Regions from separate parts of the Sus scrofa genome. Here region 2 is linked to region 1. The links are chromatin contacts, called in public Hi-C maps. All regions are on one chromosome and are shown on one strand. Each heading gives the region's core, a stretch centred on a gene start, on an enhancer-like site or on the middle of the called end of the contact. The rest is flanking DNA. Distances are from core to core; before and after follow the strand shown. Region 1 holds the start of NAIF1 (nuclear apoptosis-inducing factor 1). Region 2 holds the start of COQ4 (ubiquinone biosynthesis protein COQ4 homolog, mitochondrial).

Region 1 (5,651 bases), core at 1,601-4,100:
CCCAGCTATTTACAAAAAGGCAGGTTCTTTCTCTAATACTTCTTTTTTTTTTTTTTTTTTTTTCTTTTCTGGCTGCCCCAGGGCATATGGAGTTCCTGGGCCAGGGATCAGATCTGAGGCCCAGTTGTGACCTAAGCCGCAGCTGCGGCATCAAGGATCCTTAACCCATTGTTGTCAGGAGGGGGGGGAGGTCGAACTTGCACCGATTCTGTTAGGCCACATTGGGAACTCTGTCTTTCTCTACTACTTAAAGCATTCGTCACAGGACTAGCTCTTGGGCTCCTTCGCAGGGAGTAAATGAATCAAATGGATTCTCCCCAATCTCTCAAAGCTGTATAATTTCACATTCACAAGCTGAAGGAGTTGTAGAAATAGTCAGAGTCCATATTAAAGCCACACACCAGATGATAGAACTTAGCCACAGAGTTAAAGATTTTAGAGCCAATGTGGCCCCAAGAGGCTAGGCTCCCTTTGGTTAATCCAAAAGGTTTCCTTTCAACCTTGGAAAGGAAAACCACCACTTCTCCCTATTTGCCCTTAGACACTTACTGCCAAAAACAAAACCCAAAAACTGGATTTGGACCAGTATCAAATGTGCCATGGAGGGAGTTCCCATTGTGGCGCAGCAGAAATGAATCTGACTCGTAACCATGAGGTTGCGGGTTCGATCCCTGGCCTCGCTCAGTGGGTTAAGGATTCAGCGTTGCGGTGGCTATGGTATAGCCTGGAAGCTACAGTTCTGATGCTACCCCTAACTTGGGAATCTCCATATGCCGCGGGCGAGGCCCTAAAGAACCAACAAAACAAACAAAACAGAAAACCAAATGTGTCATGGATCGAGGGAACACTGGAACACCAGATGAGGCACAAAGCATGGTGTATACACTCCTGAAGCCAGATGCACAGATGTGCCCGGTGGCAAGGTGGCAAACACCAGGTGGCCACATTCATGAAAGCAGTAAGGGTCACCCAGGCACAGGCACACACCTCCCTCAGCCAAAAGGCACAGGCCCTCTGAGTTTAGCCATCCTGTCTTTCCAAGTGACTTACTCATCAGTTATGGATTGGAAAATATCCAGCTCACAACAACATTCTGCATAAAACTTGTGTTCGAAGATTTTTTCTGTTTTTTTTTTTTTAAACTTGTCTCTCTGCTCCCGGACTTAACCCAGTGATTCTCTCTTGCACAGGGTTACCCTTGGTCTCCTAGGCTGATCCTGAGTAGGTTATACATCTTGGATGTTGAGCCAAGATATTTTGGACATGAGTTTAAAACACTTCACGTTAAACTACCCAGTCCATAAATTGGTTGAATTCACAGGGATTGGACCAGATGTTTCCCCACTCTTAGCTCTGAGAGATTCTCTAATTGCGCTGTGTATAAACAGACCAAAGGAACAAACTTCGAAGAGAAACAGGTTACTAGGTAAAGGGCTCATTAGTTTTCCTCCAGGTTTATAAATCGGGCTAAGCCATAATAGATGAACCATGTGGAAAAGGACAGCCACAGCTACAAAGTCAGATGGAGAAACATACCATGAGAGACAGAAGGGAGAGAAACAGCCTCTGCTTGAGGTTTTTAATACTGAAAGGACAGCACTTCTTGTCTGCCCTTCCTCCTTGGCTGGGAGCCTATTGGAGGACAAGAGTAACAATACCCCCTCCTGGGTGGGTCACACTTTCACTTTTAGGAAGGATTTCCCCCTAATTCTTTCATTCTAATCTGCAACCCTGTAAGAGATCACAATTCCATCTTCTGAATCAGCGTGTCCACGGGATGGCTCTAACTCCTGAGAATCATCAGTTCTCAACACCCCCAGATTCATCAGAAACCCCAGTTTCTTTTTTTTTTTCTAACTTCCACATGCTTCTGAGAGGAACCAGATCAGGGCCCACAGGCGGCATGGAAGGGAGCGGGAGAGGCGAGTGAGGGGTGTCCCTGGAGGAGGATGGATGAAACCATTAATGAAGGGTAGAGGGGAGCATCAAAGCTTACTCTTGAGGTCAGAAGGTGACATAAGGCAAACTTTTGAGATTTGACCTTCTACTTTGGGGAAAGCCCGACCAGAAAGGGGCTTTTCTACCATCAGAATGTCCAGAGAGTGCCCACCTGTAGCCAGGAGAGCCTTTCCTCCTGGCCCAAGAGCCCACAGAGGTCAAGAAGGAGCTCCACTCCCACCAGAAAATGGGGTGCCATCTGTCACCAGGGGGTCCCAGCCCACCCGAGAGGTCATCCACCAAGACAACCAAGCTCCAAGGGATTGCCCAAGAAGGCGATGGTGCAGACCAGACCTGTCACCTGGACCTCCCGAAGGTGCTGGGGAACGAAGGGAGTCCCCTCCCCGCCCACGCGGACAGAGCTCATTGCCTACCTGGAGCTCGCCCTCAGTGCGGTGCAGTCCCAGGCGCCGAAGCCCCACTGCTAAGTCGTTGACACACAAGCCGCCGTCGCGGTTGACGTCGAGAGTCTGGAAGAGGCTCCACAGGCGCAGCTGGTGGTCCGGCCCCCGCAGACGGCGCCGCCGCACGGGTCTACAGACGCCGGCGACGAGGCGGACGAAGAGGCGGTGGCGGCGGCGTCCGGCGGCGGGGAAGCCACGCAGCGGCACAACACACTGCTCACCATCGGGCGCGAGGCAAGGGCAACGGGCCGGCGGGGAGAGCACGAAAGATACGCGGGTGTCCCCAGACACTGAGCGCGGGCTCAGGGATGCCGGCAAGCTGGCCGGATGGGCGGCTTCCGGGAGCCCGGCCCCGCCTCTTGCCGCCTGGATGGTCACGCCCCTAGGCACGACGCCCGCCACTCATAGACCGGACGGCCACCTAGAGAGGCGGAGCCTCCCCAAGAACTGCCCACGCGGCCCTGGACTTACCCAGATCAATGGAGAGGGCGGGCGATCTCTGCTCAGCCAGGGGCCGATTCAAACTGAGGGAGGTGGGGATTGGCTGGGTCCGGCCGAGAGAGGAAGTCACGCTGTGATAGGCACAAGTCTTGTGATTGGCAGGCAGAAGGCCCCGTGTCATATTTCCATTGAGAAACGTGGTTTAGATGAAGGAATCGTAAAGATTGGAGGAGCTGTCCTATTCGTAGAGATTGTAATATCCGGTGAGAAGTAGGATTTACGTGAGGAGCAACTGTGAGATGCGCTTGCAAGGCAGAATTTGCGCACCTGGATGGAATTAAAAATTAATTGGCCAACATCTCAGGCCGCAAGCACTAGAGATCCTCAGGAGGCCGAGTTTTGGTAATCTAACTCCCTAAACCACAAATAAAAGAGCTGAATTTAACGGCGCAAAACTCGTAAAACTGATGATTGAACGACATGACTATTTTCCAATGGAAATGAATTAAGGCTAGGTTGGGTGGCGCGCTCCGTAGCGACAGACACGCCTTTAGACCAATCATCAGGCCAATTTCAGTAAATAGGCGGGCCCTTGGTTGAATGACAGATGGAAAGAACCAGTGAGCGACGTAATCTGTGAGCCTCGGCCAACCGGGAGGGTGGGTCCCCTGGAGAAGCTCTGGGAGGCGGGAAGAGGGGAAGTGGGCGGATCTCCGCACATCCCGGCGGAAGAGGCAGATTCAGGAAGCCATTACGCAGCTGGCTGGCAGCGGCTGAGCGAGTCGGAGCTGGGCCCTACGCAGTTTGCGTAACGAGGGGGGTTACCAAAGGCCTGGTGCTTGGCCTTGGACAAGCCCAGCCTATCCTCTGTAGGAGGGGGTGGGTGAGGAGCGAGGCTAAGGGAGAAGAGAAGGGGAATTTGGGCGGGTAGGGGATTATAATTTATTTAAAAGGCGGGGTGGGGAGAGGCCATGGCTGTCCCAGCCAAGAAGAGGAAGATGAACTTCTCTGAGCGAGAGGTGGAGATCATCGTGGAGGAGTTGGAATTGAAGAAGCACCTGCTGGTGAACCACTTCAACGCCGGGGTCCCTCTGGCTGCCAAGAGCGCAGCGTGGCATGGCATCCTGAGAAGGGTCAATGCCGTGGCCACCTGCCGCAGGGAGCTGCCCGAGGTCAAGAAAAAGTGGTCTGATCTCAAGACCGAGGTCCGTCGCAAGGTTGCCCAGGTCCGGGCGGCTGTGGAGGGTGGTGAGGCCCCAGGGCCCACTGAGGACGACGGAGCCGGTGGGCCTGGGACAGGTGGTGGCAGTGGCGGTGGTGGCCCAGCTGTAGCCCCGTACTGCTCACCCCCATGCAACAACGCATCTGCAACCTCCTGGGCGAGGCCACCATCATCAGCCTGCCCAGTACCACAGAGATCCACCCCGTGGCCCTTGGACCCACAGCCACTGCAGCCGCAGCCACAGTCACCCTGACACAGAGTGAGTGACCTCTCCCGCCCAGTCTGGCGAGCCTAAATGGGAAGGGCCAGCAAGAGCTGGGGCAGCCCAGGGAAGGTTGGCTGCCAAGGGTCAAAGGTCAGATGGGAGCCTTGGAAGACCACGAGGCCTTCTAAGAGCTCCGCAAGCAGAAACGATCTTGTTTTTTCTGGACTTCCTCAGCATGCAGTCTGGACTTCTGACAGGCTGGCTTGCTCTCCACTGTGTGGCCACCATTCGTGTCCATGACTGAACTATGTGGTCCTTGAAGACAGAGACCCTGTTTGTATCCTCACAGGACTTATCACAGGGCCTGGCACACCGTGGGCAGGCAGGACACATTTGTTGAACCAATAGGTGGATGGACATCGATTCTGGACAAAGACATTCCAGTTTCCAGGGTGGTGAGCATCCATCAGGCACTGCTGAGGAGCCTCATGGTTCCTGGTGTTATTCTGCTCCTCTGGTCACGCCTCAAACCTTAGCGCGATTCTGTGCCAGACCCTGTGCTCGGCGCTGGGATTACCAAGGTGTCTAAGAGATGGGCCAGTTATATTCTAGTAGGTCAGATAAGACACATATGTCGATAATGGCACTGTCAGTTGGGAGGCCCTAAGAGCTCAGAAGAGAAAGGGGGCTTCTTGGTGGGGGTGGAAGCACACAGTAGATGTTGGCATTAAAAAAGGGGTGGAGAAGACTCACCTTTTCCTACAGGCTTTTTTTTTTTTTTTTTGTCTCTTTGCCATTTTTTGGGCCGCTCCCGTGGCATATGGAGGTTCCCAGGCTAGGAGTTGAGTTGGAGCTGTAGCCGCTGGCCTATGCCAGAGCCACAGCAACACGGGATCTGAAGCGCATCTGCAACCTACACCACAGCTCACGGCAATGCCGGATCCTTCACCCACTGAGCAAGGCCAGGATCGAACCCACAAACTCATGGTTCCTAGTCGGACTCGTTAACCTACTGAGCCACGATGGGAACTCCTTCCTACAGGCTTGAAGGCCCAAACAGCCCAGCTAGAATGCCTTCAAGCCTACGAAGCACAACGAAATTGGTTGGTTGGACTTTTTCGTTCAGTTTGCATGGATGACTGTTTACTGCTCTTTGTGATGGGCTGGGAACTGCATTGGTCAGTGATTCTCAGTGGGGCTTGAGGGAACTGGCTGTATGTGTGCCATCTGCCCCCAGTGTCGTATTCTCAAGGACGTTGAGGTGGAAAAGGGGAGTGCGCACTGGTCTAGATCAGTTGCTGTTGTGGAACGGAAGGCCCTTTAGGTATTCCATTGGCCAAGGTGATTAAGGAGCCAGGAGGCCTTTCTTGGGTGCTTTAGC
Region 2 (5,651 bases), core at 2,179-4,678, 230 kb before region 1:
GTTTTTTGTTGTCTGAACAAATGACTGAATTTCTGAGTAGCTGGGACTCCGCCCCTCCGGCACCTAAGCATTCTGCCTGGGGTTGGCAAGTGCCACAACTTGTCACACCCAAGGAAAACACGTCTCTCTGAACAGGGGAACACAATGCAATAGTTAAGGACATACTCTTGGTTTGAATACTGCTTCTATTAATACCAGCTTGTGAAATCAGCACATTGCTTAACTGCTCTGAGCCTCAGTTTCCTCATCTGCTAAAAGGAGATACTGTTAAAATCTACTTAGCAGGGTTGCTGGGAAGATTCAGTGAGATCATGTATGGGTCTGGCTGCATGCAGAAAGAGGTTAATAAGTGCTGGCTATTATTGCTTGGAGCAGGCGCATTGCCTGTCCCAGAGAAAATGACAAAACCTTGGCCCAAGAGACTGCAAGGCACTTCTGCCCATGGCAGCAGCCCAAGGCCCCTTCCTTGGGACATCATTTTGGTGCCATTCCTCTGCCCTTTCCAGTGACTGCCAAACACGCAGAAGCTGGAAACTCACATTCACATCCAGGAAACGGAGATACTCGCAGCCAAAGGAGCCCTCAGGCAGGCTTCGGAGCTTCTCCAGGTCAAGGGTGGACATCGAGATCCGGGGACGCTCCCTGTGAGGCAGAAGGCAGGACTCAGGTATTGGGTTTTTTTTTGTTTTTTTTTTTGCTTTTTAGGGCTGCACTGGAGGCATATGGAGGTTCCCAGGCTAAGGGTTGAATTGGAATCAGAGCTGCAGCTGCCAGCCTACATCACAGCCACAGCCATGAGGGATCCGAGGCATATCTGAAGCTACACCACAGCTCATGGCAACGCTGGATCCTTAACCCACTGAGCAAGGGCAGGGATCAAACCCGAAACCCCATGGACACTAGTCAGGGTCATTACTGCTGAGCCACACGGGAACTCCAGGACTCAGGCGTTGGGAGGGCACCAGCAGGGGCAGGTGAAAGGTCTGGTGAGAGATGAAGGGACAGAGGGCAGCAATGGGACCACACGTCCTAATGGAGCACCTACTACTGACCAGGCCGGTGGCCGGGACGGGGGAAGACTACCACGAGCTAAGGCCATGGTTCCTGCTGGGGGGCACAAGGCAGCTAAAGAGGCCTCAGATGGGATCAGGGTATTCACAAAAGGCACTGAGGGAGGGGATGGCGGGCAGTATGTGTTAACAGACCTCCGTGAAGGCACAAGAGCCCTGTTGCTGGAACTAGGCTGAGGCCATCGTATTGCATCACCCAAGGGTCAACACAGTGTCTATGTGAGTGGTGCCTATGGATTCGGGCAGTGCCCACGGCCACCACTCACGGCCAGGGTATCAAGAAGAGCTCCCCAGAGGAACACAATGCAAGTCCAGACAGACGGGAAGCGCCAAAGAATGCCCTCAATCCCCCAGGCAGAGCTGGGACCTACTGCAGGATCTGGGCACCCTCTGGATCCCTCTTCATCTGGTCCCTGAGGAACTTCAGGGTTCGGCGTCCTGTGGTCTCTCCTAGAACTGCAACCATGTCTGAAAGGAAAGAAATGGGGACACGTGGAGGATGTGATCTTCGGTGGATCGCCTGACCTGGTCTGAGCCTCAATTTCCTACATGAGCAAACAGAATATCTACCTCTAAGTTATAAAGATTCAAGTTAAACATGTAGTGAAGCGCTGGGCACACAGTAAAAGCTCAATATAGTTATGACTGTTATTCATCTGATGGGGGAGGTGGCTCTGGTGAGCACAGTGCTCTGACAAATTTATGAATCACTTTCACATCCATCATTACAACAGAATATCATGTCTCCACGGACAGGGGCCGACTTTGGTATCACAGAGTGCTAGGTTCGACCCCAGCTACAATCACTGTCTAGAGGACCTTGTGCAAACTGCTTCACATTTTTGACCCTCAGTGTCCTAACTTGGAAGTGCAGATAACATCTTTCTTATAGGGTCAATATGAAAAATCAAGAACATCACGTATATAAAACACTGAGCAATGAGCAACCAAAATAAGGGCTTAATGAGCAATTACCATTTTTTTTTTTTTTTTTTTTTTTTTTTTAGGGCCATACCCACAGCATATGGAGGGTCCCAGGCTAGGGGCTGAATTGGAGCCACAGCTGCTGGCCTACACCACAGCTCACAGCAATGCGGGATCCTTAACCCACTGAGCAAGGTCAGGGATCGAACCTGCGTCCTCATGGATCCTAGTCAGATTCGTTACCGCCGTTAACCGCTGAGACACAACGGGAACTCCCAGCATTATTGTTTTTACTAGCAGGAGTAACAGAATTTTCCAGACTTAGAAATCCTGGAGGGGATGAGAAAGGCAGTGTAGGATCCAAGAATGTTCTAGTCAAATGTCTAGCAAGCACTTACGGAGCATTTATTATGTCCCGTGCCCTATCCAAAATGCTACCACTCCAGTGGAGCAGGGTAGTTATGGTTCCCGACCTCATAAAGTTTAATTTCTAAAGGGACGTTATACTTTTACGGGCATAAATCATCTAGCCCAGAGATCCTCAGTGTGGCTGGATGACAGAATCTCCCGGGAAGCAGTTTAAAAAGGCAGAGGCTCAGATTCCACGCCCCTTCCTGCCTCCCTTCCCCACTCCCACAAGATTCGAATTGAGTAAGTTTTAGGGTGGGATCCAGGCATCCGCATTTTATGAATACTGCAAGTGACTGTGAGGTGCAGCTTGGTCTGGGTACCCTGGCCTTGTCTTGTTTCCAGTTACCCAAAGGAAACGGAGGTTTTGACAGTGGCAGGGACCTCCCCGGGACTTCCAAGGCAAGGGTGAGCCTCCCCCCTCCCCCGCCCTCCCAAGAGAACGCCAGGCGCGGGCAGCCTTACCGTGGCGATAAGGGTCGTAGAGGGCCATTACGGCAGAGCCCGCGGCCAACAGCGCCTTCTGCAGCAGGGAAGTGGGGATGTGTTCGGGGTAGAGGAGGCCGGTGCCATGGCTCGTGGCACGAAGGGGCACATCTGCGAGGCAAGAAAAAGGCCGCGCGGTCAAAAGAGCCGGGGGACGCCAGCACGCCGACCAGCCCCCGCCACTTGCCTGCAGCCGGCTGCCCGCGGCCTTGGAAGGCGCGGAGGGGGCGCAGGGCCCCGCGCAGCAGCGTCGCCATGGCAGCGGGTACAGTCGGACGTCCGCGGGAGGATGGGAAGGGCAAGGCCAATGCCCCAGACTTCCCCGACGACGGCGCGCCGGAGAAGTCAAAAGGGCTCGATTCCTACGGCGCGGAGTAGGGTTTTTTTTTGCGGGAGGGGGGAAAGAGCACGGACAGGAAAGGTCTCTATCTCTAAGTATGAAGAAACCCAGGCAATCTAATTCCAAGGATATAAAATTCTCCCCATTTCACCTTGCCCCCCAAAGTGTCTCTAAGGAAGCCCGCCTGGCTTTGGGGTTCAGTGTCGGACCGTACTTTGTTCACCGCAGCACGTTTTCCCCGAGGACAGAAAGACGAGAACCTCTTCCGGCTGCGAAACATGGCAGCGTCCTCTGGAAGGACTCTATTTGGGGAGGGACCATATGGCATTTCCGCCGGGTGCCGCTGTCCTGCGAGCCCCAGACGCGGGCTCCGGGATGGGGTCAGCCGGCCTGGCGCGGCTGCATGGGCTCTTTGCCGCCTACAAGCCCCCGGGGCTAAAATGGAAGCATCTACGGGATACGGTGGAGCTGCAGCTTTTGAAAGGTGAGTGCATCGAGCCAGTCTTAACGATCCCCTTCCCATTTCCCTCGGAGTCTATTTCCGCTTCTGATCCTTGCGGGTAAAGTCAGTCATGTGACCTCGTCGCCTGGGCGGCTGCCTTTTCCTGATCGTCTGTCGTATGCACTCTGTTTGTTGTTCCTCTCTTTCCCCGGTGTTCAGATGGGTAAACAGACTCTATTTTTAGTTGTCATAAGTAGTAGAGTCAATATTTGACTCCAATTCTTGTTCCTAATTGCTACTGATCTCTGCACCCGTGGACTTGGAACTGTCTTATGCATCCCCGTGTTTTCCTGTCCCGCCCACCCCTGGGTGTCCACACGGAATTGATGAGATGCTATTTACATGTGTGTGCTCAGGTCTCAATGCTGGGAAGCCTCCTGCTCCTGAACAGCGTGTTCGCTTCCTGCTGGGTCCGGTGGAAGGCAGTGAAGAGAAGGAGCTGACCCTCACAGCCACCACTGTGCCCTCCCTCATCAACCATCCTCTGGGTAAAGCACATTTAGGAAGGGGCCTGGGTGTCACTTCCCAGGAAATCCCTGCTCAGAATCAGTGTCCTAGCCAGTGCTCAGACTCTTACTGTCCCGAACCAGTGTAGGGTGGCAGTGGGGATGAAGTATTTGACCAGAGATTGGCAAAGTTTCCTAAAAAGGGCCAGATAGTCAATATTTTAGGCTTTGCAGGTTCACCTCTGCCATTGTAGTGCAGAAGTAGCTATAGATAGTATGTAAAGCAGCGAGCCTGAGTGTATTCCAAATAAAGCTTTACTTATGGACACAGACATTTTCTTTTTAATTAAATTTTTTTTTTTCCTGCTTTTTAGAGCCACACCTGCAGCATCTGGAAGCTCCCAGACTAGGGGGTGAATTGGAGCTTCAGCTGCCCGCCTATGCCATAGCCCCAGCAATGCCAGATCTGAGCTGTGTCTGTGACCTACATCACAGCTTACAGCAACTCCGGATCCCTTAATCCACTGAGCAGAGTCAGGGATTGAACCCACATCCACATGGATGCTAGTCAGTTTTGTCAGCATTGAGCCACAGGGGGACTCCCTTCTTGGTTTTTTGTTTGTTTGTTTGTTTGTTTTGAATCATTGAAAAATGTAAAAACCGGTTTAAATGGTAGGCCGTGAAAACCCCAGGACTGGGGATGTGACCTGTGGACTGTAGCTTGCTGGCCCCTTTGTTATCCTGGGACTCCAGGTAGGGATCGAGGCCCTCAGGTAGAACTCCTGTGCAGGGCGTTTTGGGCTCCTGTGAAAGAGTGACATTTTAGTCAATATAGCTGCCCAACAGTAGAACTAGTTCTGAAAATGAACCCCCCCCCCGCTCCACTAGGTGTGATTCAGGCATGCATTGGGAAGGCTAAGGAACTTGACCAGGGACCTCTAGGACCCTTGGACAGAAATATAGTCACTCCACAGTATAATAACAATAAGTATGATGGGTCGAGGACTTATTTTGTATTATACTGTGTTAAGCTTTTCCCAACTACTGCCTTACTGAATCCTAGGAGATGGGGTCTAGTCCCGTTGCACAAATGAGAAAACTGAGGCTCCATGGGAATTTTTTGCTTGCTTGCTTGTTTGTTTTGGCCATGCCCCAGGCATGTGGAAGTTCCCAGGGCAGGGGTCAAACCCGCACCACAGCTATAACTGGAGCCACAGCAGTGACAACACCAGATCCTTAACCCACTGAGCCATGAGGGAACTCTGGGCTCTGTGTTGACATTATGTCATGTACCCTGGATTTGGTAGGCTCCTTTTTTTTTTTTTTTTTTTTTTCCCCCTTTGCTTTTTAGGGCTACACTTGCAGCATATGGACGTTCCCAGGCTAGGGGTCTAATTGGAGCTACAGCTGCCGGCCTACACCTCAGCCATAGCAACAGGATCCCCAGCTGCATTTGCAGCCTACACTACAGCTCA

What was found. Hi-C and Micro-C count contacts between places; a contact is called where the count stands out from the background.
Region 2: a Hi-C map of liver shows a contact between it and region 1, with 3 times the contacts expected there. The contact joins the promoter of COQ4 here to the promoter of NAIF1 in region 1. A contact is called at or near these places in 1 of 47 Hi-C or Micro-C datasets (liver) and 1 of 2 datasets of contacts at active chromatin or transcription factors (alveolar macrophages).

The regions. Positions count from the first base shown.
Region 1 is chr1:268,528,727-268,534,377 of Sscrofa11.1, reverse strand. NAIF1 (nuclear apoptosis-inducing factor 1) reads left to right here and starts at 2,850. Exons shown (of 5, transcript XM_003480616.4): 1 at 2,850-4,172; 2 at 4,175-4,324. The coding sequence starts at 3,815. SLC25A25 (solute carrier family 25 member 25) reads right to left here and starts at 2,626. Exons shown (of 11, transcript NM_001164510.1): 1 at 2,505-2,626; 2 at 2,373-2,502. The coding sequence starts at 2,626.
Region 2 is chr1:268,754,467-268,760,117 of Sscrofa11.1, reverse strand. COQ4 (ubiquinone biosynthesis protein COQ4 homolog, mitochondrial) reads right to left here and starts at 3,428. Exons shown (of 7, transcript XM_001928334.4): 1 at 3,076-3,428; 2 at 2,868-2,999; 3 at 1,442-1,538; 4 at 540-642. The coding sequence starts at 3,145. It overlaps TRUB2 (probable tRNA pseudouridine synthase 2), which reads left to right and starts at 2,347. Exons shown (of 9, transcript XM_021069594.1): 1 at 2,347-2,810; 2 at 3,394-3,712; 3 at 4,087-4,218. The coding sequence starts at 3,550.